Linked DNA regions of Mus musculus: regions 1 and 2 are each linked to region 3. Evidence: chromatin contacts called from public Hi-C and Micro-C data. All regions are on one chromosome and are shown on one strand. The core of a region is the stretch at or near the end of the contact, and the rest is flanking DNA. Distances in the headings are between cores, read along the strand shown. Region 1 overlaps 4933400L20Rik (RIKEN cDNA 4933400L20 gene). Region 2 has its middle 21 kb from the start of Gm39235. Region 3 overlaps Gm32728 (a long non-coding RNA gene).

Region 1 (3,981 bases), core at 101-2,600, 400 kb after region 3:
TAAATGGACGGTGATCTGGAAATGCCACTAGCCATCTCTGTTGGACTGCCAATGCCTTTACATAGCATGGTGGTCCGTGTTTCCTTATGGCATTTTTGTCTGTCTTGTGTCAGCTTAAGAGCTTTCTTTACTTTCCTGTCCTCACCATTGTCAAGCTCCTGCTGCCCTTCACAGTTCGTGTCCTGCTCTCTGCCAAAAAGCACAGTTGTTTACTCTTGGCCTTGTGATTCAGATTTAAACAGCAGGGATTTATCATAGAAATATCAAGTCATAATTACTCATTTTTTCCTCTTTGCAAATAAATAAACTGAAGCACCAAGCAGTAACGTGTTTGAGGTCAAAATGGATAACGAGAGGCAGGACTTGGATGCTACAAAGCCTAGTAGATGAGGGAAGAAGAGACTGGACTGAAATTTTATGTTACCTATGTCCTCTTTATTTATTCTTGGCTCTCCCCTTTGATTTGGGGTGAAATGGGAACACAGGAAGAGCAAGCATGTATGGGACTCAATCTTAACATACACTGCAAGTGAATCCTTGAGGGAGGAAGGATGGGTGAACTCTAAGACAAGGAGTAAAGAACTCTTCTGTCAGAATGGATGGTTTCCTGGGAAAACTAAGGGTAGCAGTGCTTGTTCTTTCAGTGCATTCTCTACAAGCAGCCCCTAGGTGCCCATCCTACCAGAGGATCCTGGGAATGAAACCTCTGAAGTAGATTACTAAGAGAGCCCAGAGGCTTCTGGATTTAGCTGAGCTTGGGTTGTGTTGTTTCTGCAGTCCCCCCCACCTTTGATATTGCTCTGTATTTTAGGCTTTGGGAGCCTTACCTTCTCAAATAAGGAGCAAGAGGCCAGTTGGCAGGTTGCAGAGAAGGTACTGATGGGGATAGCCCTATAGAAGATATCGAGTTAGAGGATCCTATGAGGCTGTAGGCATATATTGTTAGGTCTCACAGAGAGCTGCTCGTAAGCCTGTGAGTGACAGGTTGTAGTTTCTAGAAGATACTTAAACAGAGAGGAGATAAATAAATATTAATGGGAGTGAATTAATTAGTTAAGCAAAGGAGATGGTAAAGTACAGAGGGCAGACAAGAGAATGAATGTAAGCCTCGTGTATGGTGGTAACAGTTACCATGAACTTGGGTACTTAAACACTCTGCTTCTCTTATATTTGTGAACGTTCCCATCAGTCATGCAGGTAAATGTTTTTACATGTGGTTCACAGGCAGAGAAAAGCAAAGCCAGGGAGCTCTAGAGGCTTTCCCAAGGTCACCTAGTCAGGACACCAGAGAAGACCAGGACCCAGTGCCTCCCAAGCCTGAAGCCTGTGCTCTCTTCAGTAGCAGCTGTTCCTTCCTCTCCATCATGACTCAGGAGAAAAGTCAATTTTCCATGGTTGCGGTTGTTTGCTGAAAGGAGCAATTCCCTTTCCTCTATCTCTAATTTTCCCCCAACTAATTGCAAATTAGTGGTAATTTTCAAATGAAAAGAGGGATCCAGCAAGCTATCCATTTGTGCTTACCCAGCAAGACCCTGGACTTGTGACAGCTCTGTCACCATGGCAACCCTGCCTACAGGCCTTTCTGGGATCCTTGGCAGAGCTGCCTGGGCTCTGAAGGTGGGGCCGCTGGCCCTCCAGGTTAGCCTTGTCTGTTGCTTGAATGCTCCTGCAAGGGCAGAGAGTCTCAGTAGTTAAAAAAAAGCTCTGTGCTTCCTATTTACTGTTCCTTTTGATGTCTCCTGTTTGGAAGGAAGTTAAGAATTAAAACAAGAAGAAGAGGAAGAGAAAAGTAGAAAAATAATCACAACAAAAGAAACTTAGTAGAATGAAAACCTTAAAACATGCCATCTCTTTCCTCAATTCATTGCTGAGTTGTTGGGTTAAATTCCTTACCCCACGCCCTGGGGATGCAGAGGCCATAGGTCGTGCTCACAAAGGAGGAGTGACAGGAGGTTGTCCGATCTTTCTAACCCAGATCAGAAGGGAATCCCAGACCTAAAAGGAAAGATCTGTACAAAGCACTGCTCTATTAACTTGAGGTTGGGTGTATGTAAGTACCCTATCCATAGCAAATATTTGTTGAGTACCTACTGTGTACTCTGTGGCTAAAAGAATGAAGGATCTATGCCCTTGCTGGGACATTCAAGCAACAGACAAGGCTAACCTGGAGGGCTAGCAGCCACACCTTCAGAGCCCAGGCAGCTTTGTCAAGGATCCCAGAAAGGCCTTGATGTTATTAAGCAGCTGTTGACTAGTGACAAGGATGGATGGATGGATGGATGGATGGATGGATGGATGGATGGATGCCTAGTGCTGCCTGTTTTGTGAGGTAGGAATAGGGTCGGCATGATCAGTTACACTTATAAATGTAGGGACAGCTCAGTCTTGGGAAGATGTAGAAGTTGGGAAGATGGAAGAAGCTTGATTCTTCTTCTCAGCCCCATGCTCCCCAAAATAAAACTAAAACTCAAAGTTTATCTATAATACCTTATATATATCTATAAAATATATCTATAATACCTTAGCCATACAATTAGTTATGATCTGACTAGATCATAACTAAAATATACCAATTATTTTCCCCTACCTTTTGACACATGGGTGGTTACCTATGCTCAGGTACCATGCTCACATCTCCTGGGAGGATTATCCAAAGACTGGCTCTATCCCAGAACCCTTCCTGCCTCCTGGGTGTTCCACCTCCCATTTCCCGCTTAAGCCATAGGCCATTGGCTTTTCAATTGACAGGTGATGCATCCATACAATACACAAGATATTCTCTCTACAGGAAGAATTAGCAAACTGCTCAAAAAAGAAGAAATAAACCCCAGGCAAAGAGTATAATATGTATAAAAGTATGAAGGTCAAATGGGATATAATATATTTTAGTAATTCCAAGATTGGCTACTCTTACCATTCAGAGTTAACAAAATATGTTCAACTCTAGCAAAAATGAATTGAGTACTCAGGATATGGCTTGGGGAAGATGGCTTAGTGTGGGGACCACAGGAAGCCAGAGTTAAGTAATGCTCTGAGTGGGTGTGTATAGTTTGACATGGGAACAGTTATGTCAAGGAATACAGAGCCTTAGGCTCAGAGACATGGCGGAACCTTGCTCTGGAGACAGGGTTTGAGTGTCAACAGTGTGTGCAGAAAATGTCTACCATTGCTTTCTCCTCCTGAGTATTTATGGCCTGAAGACTGTTCCTTGACAGAGACTGCTCCTCCTAAAATTAGTTAAACCTGTCCCCTTAATCCAGGTGTGTACAACAAACCCTGTCTCCTTGGATATGTGTATATAACAATCCTACCTCATGTTCAATGGAATAAACACACCGAGCTTCCAGGTGTTCTGCCTTTGCTGGCAGACAGTACATTTTGTGGAAGTGTTGTCTGAAAAGTGCTTGCAACACAAGCATAAGAAGCCGAGTTCGATCCCCAAGAACCAGTGTAACAAACCCCGGGCATGCCTATAATTCCAACACTGAGGCAGCAGAGACCGTAGATTCCTGGGAAGCCCTGTCCAGTCAGTCTATAGAAATCAGCGAGCGACCTGTAGGTCCCGTTAGAGATCCTGTCTTCAAAACAAAGGTGAGAACTGTATAGGTTTAGTTTTTGTCAATTTGATGCAAGGTAGGGTTATCTGGGAAGAGGGAAATTCAATTGAGAAAATCCTTCCATCAGTCAATGGGAGTATTTTCTTGATTAATGATTCATGTAGAAGGACCCAGGCCACTGGGTGGTGCCACCACTAGTTAGTTGGTCCTAGGTTGTATTAAAAAGAAAACTGGTTGATCCATGAAAAACCAGCCAATTAGCAGTACCCCCTCATGGTCTCTGCTTAAGATCCTGTCTCCAGGTTCCTGCTTGGAATTCCTGCCCGGGCTTCCCTTGATGATGGGCTGTGACTTGTAAGCCAAATAAACCCTGTAGTGGTTTGAATAAAAATGGCTCCCATAGGTCAATAGAGAGTAGCACCAA
Region 2 (3,523 bases), core at 35-2,534, 320 kb after region 3:
TATAGTGAGCTGACAGCTTTGATATATAGCTTTTCTTTCCAGCTCCCATCTTACAGATATAAAAGTAAAATCTCAGTGGTACACCTGAGAACATCTACTAGAAGATGTTAGAGGCAGGAATTAAATGCCATCTATCTCCCTAAAGCCTGTGCACTTTCTGATGTCCCTTGTAGCTGCTCCAACTCCAATTACCATGTGTTCTGGGAAACAAAATAATTGACCAGTAACTCCAGATTTACTGACCAGTCACTAGATGCTGAGATTTTGGTTTTATGCCTGAATAATGCTCAGTGAAATGTGTGTGTGTGTGTGGGGGGGGGGGGGGGTCAGAGGACCATTTGGACTTAGAGCCAGGATGATATAGTCAGAAACCTTTAGGATGACAGTGTGAGCTAATACAAATACAGGAACCACTGTGATCCCACTCTATGGATGAAGGAAAGGAGAAACAGAGTAGTACATGGAAAAATGGATGATAGTTGGGATGCTATGAATGATGAATGCTGCTCCAGGGAAAACACAAGCAAGCAGAGGTATATAATCCACAAGTCCCAAGGCCTATTTTCAGCAGAATACCCGGTATGCCCAGCAGGGTAAGTGAGGTCTAGATAAGAAGCACTGAGCTTTGGGTTCAGAGCAATAGCATGGTCATGGAATGAAAAGGCAATGTGTGATCTTTGAAATTAAATAAATAAATAAATAAATAAATAAATAAATAAATAAAATCTGTGATATGCAGACCTTAGCCCTACTGCTTGTTCAGTAGGTGGTTCTGACAAGCCATTTAGCTTTCTAGAACTCAAGTCCATCTTCTGGCAAAGAGAACAAAGCAATAGGACTTTATTGCAGGATCCCAGTGAAGATTTCATAAGTTCGTATCTGCAAAAAGCCCAGAACACCACCTGATCCGCTTGGTTGAGGAGTACTCTATAAATACTTGAGGAAAGAGAAAAAGGAAAAGGATTCACAAGAGAAAACCACAAGATATTTCAAGGACTAGAGGGCACATGCAGTGAGTCTTCAAAAGCAGCAGGGTTTCCCTGGATCTTATGTGAACAAACTCCAGTGGTAGTCCAGGATGAGGCAGGCAGAATGCCCTAGGTACTTTATAACATTCTGGATGCTCTGGAGAGGATCCCATGACCCTGCACCATAGTTGATGATCCAGTTAGAAGTAAATACCCATGGTGGGTCAGTCTACCTGGTGGTTATCCTATTCTGATCTCCATGCAAGAGAAACATCCCAAACCACCAGGCTGAAGGCCTTGTACAGATTGTGCTGAGTCATGCTGAGTTCTGCTTAGTCACTCAGAGAATGAATTGTTAAGCCCTACTGGACTCGCAGCTCTTGCAGTCCTTGCAGCTGAGACTTTCAAGATGAGCTCTCAGAGCTAAGCTCTGCTGCCAGGACCCGTTGGGCTGATCACATTAAGGGGGATTGACTGTCATGTGGAGTTGAGCATCCCAATGAAGATGTATATGTGGCCCACAGAGGCTGTGATTTTTGACATGTCACCTCCAGCATAAACATTTCAAATTCCACAGCTCACTGTGGAAATAATTTGGAAGAAGGAGATGAAAGTTATCATTTATTTAGGGGGCTTTATCAACAGAGGGCTTCTCTAGCTTTAATAAATGAAGTGTGTGGCGAGTCACTGAGGCATGAGAGACCATGTCTGCCCACGAAGGGCTTTGAATAATTTACATCCTGGAAGGGTATTTTATGACAGTACTTATAATCTTCTTATTGGTTCAAAATCAACATTTACAGCTGATGTCTTTGAACTGATGTAGCAGGTAAGCTTATCTCTTTATTAAGTGACTGGAATCAAGCACGCTCCAGAAAAGGAGCTTTCATTGAAATTGATTTCTCTTTGGTTATCAATATTTTATTCTCCCAAACAGCCAATAAATAATAGAGGTCAGTTATTAATTTTTCATTTTAATTAATATATTAGTAGAGGGAACTCTTTTAATTTGAAAGGGCATAAGAAGGAGCTTTGGGATTTTACAGAGATGCCCTTATTAATGCCTCCATCCCTGACTATCATTTGGCCTCCCAGCAGAGGCCTGGAAATTGGTCACCAGAAGCTGTGAAGGGTATGAGAGGCACTTCCAGGTAAAATGTTGACCTTGAACAGTCAAAACGAAGAAAGCTATACCAGAATGTCTGTGAAACAGGAGGAGAGCATTTTGCTTCCACTATTTCTTCAATGTTTGGGATCTACAGGGAAATACAGCATGTCACCTAAGAGTCCACAGGACTGTTTGGAGATAACCATGAAACACTTACGAGGTAATCAAAGTCAGTATGTCCCTGGGAGGAGCAGTCTGGCTCAAGTGAAGGAGTGTGAACATTAGTGTTCTCCAATGTTGATGCCAGGGGTAGGAGAGTAATCCCCTAGACTCAGTTTCTCTTTCTTTCATTGTAGAACAGATTAGTGATGTTAGTAAGTTTATACTGACAAATATGCAATTTCTATAAACAGCACTGTACCTGTTTAAAGAGCTACTCTAAATATCCTCCACTGAGAGGCTCTGGTGTTCAAGAGTCATTCCACCAGGGAGCACAAACGTGGTGCTTGTGAATTGGATGCTGTGTTAGTTAGCTTTTCATTACTAATGAAATGCCAGAGACAATTAACTTACAAAGCATAAATGTTCTAGTGGCTCACTTTCAGGGGTTCTAGTTTAAGACAGGGAGTGAGAGCCTATTTGCTTTGGGCCTGTGACTAAGCAGAACGTTGCAACAGGAGTGCATGGTGCAGCCAAACTGCTCTTATGACCAGGGACCAAAAAAGGATGAAACAGAGTTCTCCAATCTCTTTCAAGGGCATACCTTTATGATTTAAGGTCTTCCCATAATGCCCTACCTTAGGGAACTTTCATTATCTCCATATAATGTCATTCTGAGGAATGAACCTTTAATATATGGGCCTATGGGGGGAGATAGTGGTAATCAAGATCCAAAGTACAATTGAAGCTAAAACATCTCCTGGGTGTTGTGGATTCTTCATGCCTCTAGACCAACAAGCAAAGAAGAGGTCTTTCAACTGGTACAAACATTTCACTTACCATGAAAAATCAGAATGCTACTACACAACATTGGAAGGATATCAGGGGAAGGTAGGACAAGGAGTTTCCTGGGGAAACTCTTAATTGTTCGTTTCCTGGGGTCTTAGCTAACAGGACCATGATGATCCAACAAAACCAAGACCATTGAGGACTGACTGGCCCTTTTCAGAACTGAAAGCTTGATTTACCTCCAAGATAGAGAATACCTTCTAGGAAGAGGGGGAAGATGGTTATAGAATGTTCAGTAGAAGAGACTATATGTGTACCAGTGACCAGAGGACTCAGGCAAGAGTATAACCAGCTGACAGCATACTTTCAATTGTTTAACAGCCAGTGGGACCTGACATATCCTGCTATTTGGGGCACACAGTCATTTGACCTGAAAAATCTATGGATGTCCCTTGCTTTTTTGTCTTAGGAGGATGGTCTTTCTGGAATATCAACCTAC
Region 3 (3,483 bases), core at 158-2,657:
CCCCTCTGTGAGCAAACCACGTAGCAGTCTGAGACCCCTACCTACACTGACTTCACGGATACTCCTCTCCAAACATTAAGTGTAAATTTCTCTGTGTCCGTAAGATAACCAGATTTTGGCAGTTTTTATTCAAATATATTGCCAACAAATCTGGGTCAGAAGAGCAGCAGGCTGATCAGGCCAGAACTAGATTTCAGTGCATGCGCATAAGGCAAACCGTGTTCTCAAAGCTAACCTTTATGGGGAGCTCCTAACTTACTGCCTAGCATCTATGCATACTTGGGCACACATGTGATTAAATGAGATGCATTCTGGGAAGGGACATGGGCAGTGGGATTATATGATCTAATTTCTCAATCAAAATGGAGACCCGCCCAAACCACACCCCATTGTAGCAATCTCTCTTTCCTTTACATCCCATAAAAAGATACCCTAGGCTGAAACCTGGGTCCCTTGAGTACCCTAAAGAAGTGGCCTAGTGTTCCCTCATCTTTTCTATTGGTTTGCCTGAAGTAAACTTTCCTTGATACTTTTGAAAATTTGTGGGGGCTTTTATTTCAAATCTTCGAATAAGAGTAGGTCAAGAACCTTCGAAACATTTGGGCCTGTCCCCAACCATGGATACTATTTAATAGTTCTTAGCTCTGCAGCCTGGGTAGAATTGGGCTGGTAACATCTATGGAATAAATCCTGTTGTGTCTGGGTATAGTTTTTACCCAGAGAGCTCATATCTTGGTGCTTGGGATGGTGATAAAAGGAGCAGTGGAACCTTTAAACTGTGGTCTCCATCCTATCCCATCCCGTTGCTATGGTGACACCATCTGCCAAGAGGTTCTTATCTGAGCTGAGCGATATCCTTGAACATCCAGAACTCTGAGCTCAATAGACCACCTTTCTCACTAAAAATAACTTGCCTAGGGGATTTTACTCATAGCAACAGAAACAGATTAATACAGTGGAGAAGAAGATATATAGGAATCTATGAGGCTAAAGTCTGGTCCTACGTAGAGAGAGCAGTTTGCAGGGAACAGATTGCCACAATGTGACCCAGCACATCTGACTGTTCAAACCCACAGTCCACTCCTAGAAGGCTATGGACATGTGTCCTTGCACTGTCCTACGATCCAGAGAAGCTGGGATCCTGAGCTGGGTGAAGTCTCCCACAGGGAACAATTCCAACCCATGTGACTATAGCAGCAGTGAGCTGGGTGAGAACACACAGCCTGAGCAGCTGGGCCTAGACCCAATATTGCAATCTGTCTGGGGCCTCAGATGATGAGGTTGTGAAGGAATGTCTGCGGAGGTAGGTGGGTGTGGCCTGGGAGCCTGGATGGCACCAGTTGCTAGGCTTTCTAGCCCTGGCTGCCAGCATCCTTCCTGGCCAGCTCAGTGCACACACATCTGGAGGCAATTGTCTGAAGCTGCTGGGGTGGGGCCCAGGCTGTGGCTGGAGCTTTGTGCTGTGCAGACCACACAGGGTCCTCACTTGCTCTGGTACTTACTCCACGTGGATCAGGAAGGCAGAGGAGAAAGAAAGAAAGAGAGGCATGTGGGTGGGAGGATGTGGGATGCACTCAGCACATCTCTTTCTTCGGAAGACTTTTTGGCTTTCCCCAGCGAATCAGAAAGTCCAAGGGAGGAAGCTGACTGCACTCTAGCCACACCATGTCTAAATCAAGCAGAACCACAGCACACATGTTTTTACTTTTAAACTCATCAAAGGAACTTCTGGCCTGTACAGAGTCCTAAAAATACACCCTGATCTCTCCTCATGCCCCACCCTCTCCTCTGATTTCTTTTTTCCCCCGCCGTCGTGACTTGAACACTGTTGGCAGTGTGCTCTCTTTCTCTCGTTTTAAGCAGCAGGGCCACATTCAAAAGTTCATACCAAATAAATCTACTGAGGGTCAGTAGGACAGACGTGGGGTTCTGCTGGGAGAAACAACTTGTTCTTTGGTACAGAGGGTGTTAGCACTAGAGAAAACCCAGCCTAGAGAGGAGCAGGGATTTATTTTCAACTCACAAAAGATGTCGGACTGCAAGCGCTACCCCATGAGTTGCTATCCCCTCTCTGGGATAACTGGGATTGTGTCTTATGTGGGATGAAACCTCATCAAGGCGAAGCAAGGAGGCTTTGTGGTGGGAGGCATCAGGCAGGGCTGGAAGAGAGAAATCCTGTCCTGGTTGCCTGGATTCAGTTTCCTAACTCGTTTATTTGGCCACAATGAACTCTCAGGTCCCCATTTGGAAACTGTAATGGAACAGGAGCACCACTGTCTTAGTCACGGTTTCTATTCCTCCACAAAACCTCATGACCAAGAAGCAAGCTGGGGAGGAAAGGGTTTATTCAGCTTACACTTCCGCATTGCTGTTCATCCCCAAAGGAAGTCGGGACAGGAGCTCACACTGGGCAGGAACTTGGAAGCAGGAGCTGATGCAGAGGCCATGGAGGGGTGCTGCTTACTGGCTTGCTTCCCCTGGCTTGCTCAGCCTGCTTTCTTATAGAACCCGGGACTACCAGCCAAGGGATGGGCCCAGCCAAGGGATGGCACCACCCATAATGGACTGAGCCCTACCCACTTGATCACTAATTGAAAAAAAATGCCTTACAGCTGTTTTTCATTTCCTCAAGGGAGGCTTCTTCTCTGTGATAACTCCAGCTTGTGTCAAGCTGACACACAAAGCTAGCTAATACAGTCACTAACATTTGTGACTTACTGAGCAATGAGTACGTAAACCCCCCCATATCTCATTTCATCTGATCTTCCAGTTTCAGGCAGGCACTGGGGATTCTAGGCTGAAGAAAAGGAAAGCCAGGCTCCGGCAGATGAATTGACTTCTCTAGGATGTGCAGTGAGTTCAAACCCAGCCCACTGGTGACTCTTACCTTCGTATTGGTTGCCATTTTCTTTGTTCCATAGGCTAGAGGTGAGAGTTCACAGAAATCTTGGGTAGGGTAAGGTAGAAAGGCCTGCGATCACCATCAGCGTGGCAGAGCCCTGTGAGACATGGAGGTAGAGGATCGGGGCAGAAAACATCTCTTGCTGGCCCTCTTCCAGCTTGCCTTCTTTTTCCCTTGTCTTCTTTTTCTGTGGGGTACCGCAGCCTCTGGAGCTGAGTCCTAGCTCCTCCCGCATCTCCTGACTCCCAGAGGACATCTGAGATAACTCTGAGGTAATCTGTGGCTATCAAGGTGTCAGTGGATGAACCTTTTGGATCAGGTACCTCGGTTGAGCCAGCGAGGTTCCTGGGCAGCTTCTGAAATCTAGTCCTGGGGATGGCTTGATCCGCTGGCTGCTCCTGCTTCTGTCAAGGCACAATCAGATTGCACAGTTCCCACAGTGAGAGTGCACGTGACCAGCTCTCTTCCACTACCCAGCCCCTTTCCTGGTGGCTGACCTGCCTAGGACCTTCCAAGTGGCTGACAAGAGGTTGGGGAAGACAGTCTGTGGCCAGTGCCCATGACTTTCTAGGTAGCAAGGA

The links. Hi-C and Micro-C count contacts between places; a contact is called where the count stands out from the background.
Region 1: a contact with region 3 is called in a Micro-C map of muscle stem cells, with 15 times the contacts expected there. The contact joins two enhancer-like sites. A contact is called at or near these places in 3 of 484 Hi-C or Micro-C datasets (muscle stem cells, nephron progenitors and uterus), 4 of 115 datasets of contacts at active chromatin or transcription factors (the NIH/3T3 cell line, astrocytes, craniofacial prominence and 1 more) and 1 of 9 other capture datasets (embryonic stem cells).
Region 2: a contact with region 3 is called in a Hi-C map of tail fibroblasts, with 4 times the contacts expected there. The contact joins two enhancer-like sites. A contact is called at or near these places in 2 of 15 datasets of contacts at CTCF or cohesin (the NIH/3T3 cell line and stem cell-derived epiblast-like cells), 6 of 484 Hi-C or Micro-C datasets (embryonic fibroblasts, embryonic stem cells, nephron progenitors and 2 more) and 2 of 115 datasets of contacts at active chromatin or transcription factors (the NIH/3T3 cell line and embryonic stem cells).

Annotation. Positions count from the first base shown.
Region 1 is chr8:103,621,575-103,625,555 of GRCm38.p6, reverse strand. All of the region lies in intron 1 of 4933400L20Rik (RIKEN cDNA 4933400L20 gene), which reads right to left. Among named protein-coding and RNA genes, the nearest start is that of 4933400L20Rik, 20 kb to the right of the region's middle. Within about 2 kb of position 1,350, at least 38 of the 459 cell types and tissues checked have an H3K27ac peak or open chromatin away from gene starts, as enhancers often do. A contact at or near this core is called in craniofacial prominence and muscle stem cells, where this site is marked.
Region 2 is chr8:103,700,237-103,703,759 of GRCm38.p6, reverse strand. No RefSeq gene overlaps it. Among named protein-coding and RNA genes, the nearest start is that of Gm39235, 21 kb to the left of the region's middle. Within about 2 kb of position 1,284, at least 6 of the 459 cell types and tissues checked have an H3K27ac peak or open chromatin away from gene starts, as enhancers often do. A contact at or near this core is called in embryonic fibroblasts and tail fibroblasts, where this site is marked.
Region 3 is chr8:104,021,150-104,024,632 of GRCm38.p6, reverse strand. The region is part of intron 1 of Gm32728 (a long non-coding RNA gene); the gene reads left to right. Among named protein-coding and RNA genes, the nearest start is that of Gm32728, 14 kb to the left of the region's middle. Within about 2 kb of position 1,407, at least 93 of the 459 cell types and tissues checked have an H3K27ac peak or open chromatin away from gene starts, as enhancers often do. A contact at or near this core is called in craniofacial prominence, embryonic fibroblasts, muscle stem cells and 1 more, where this site is marked.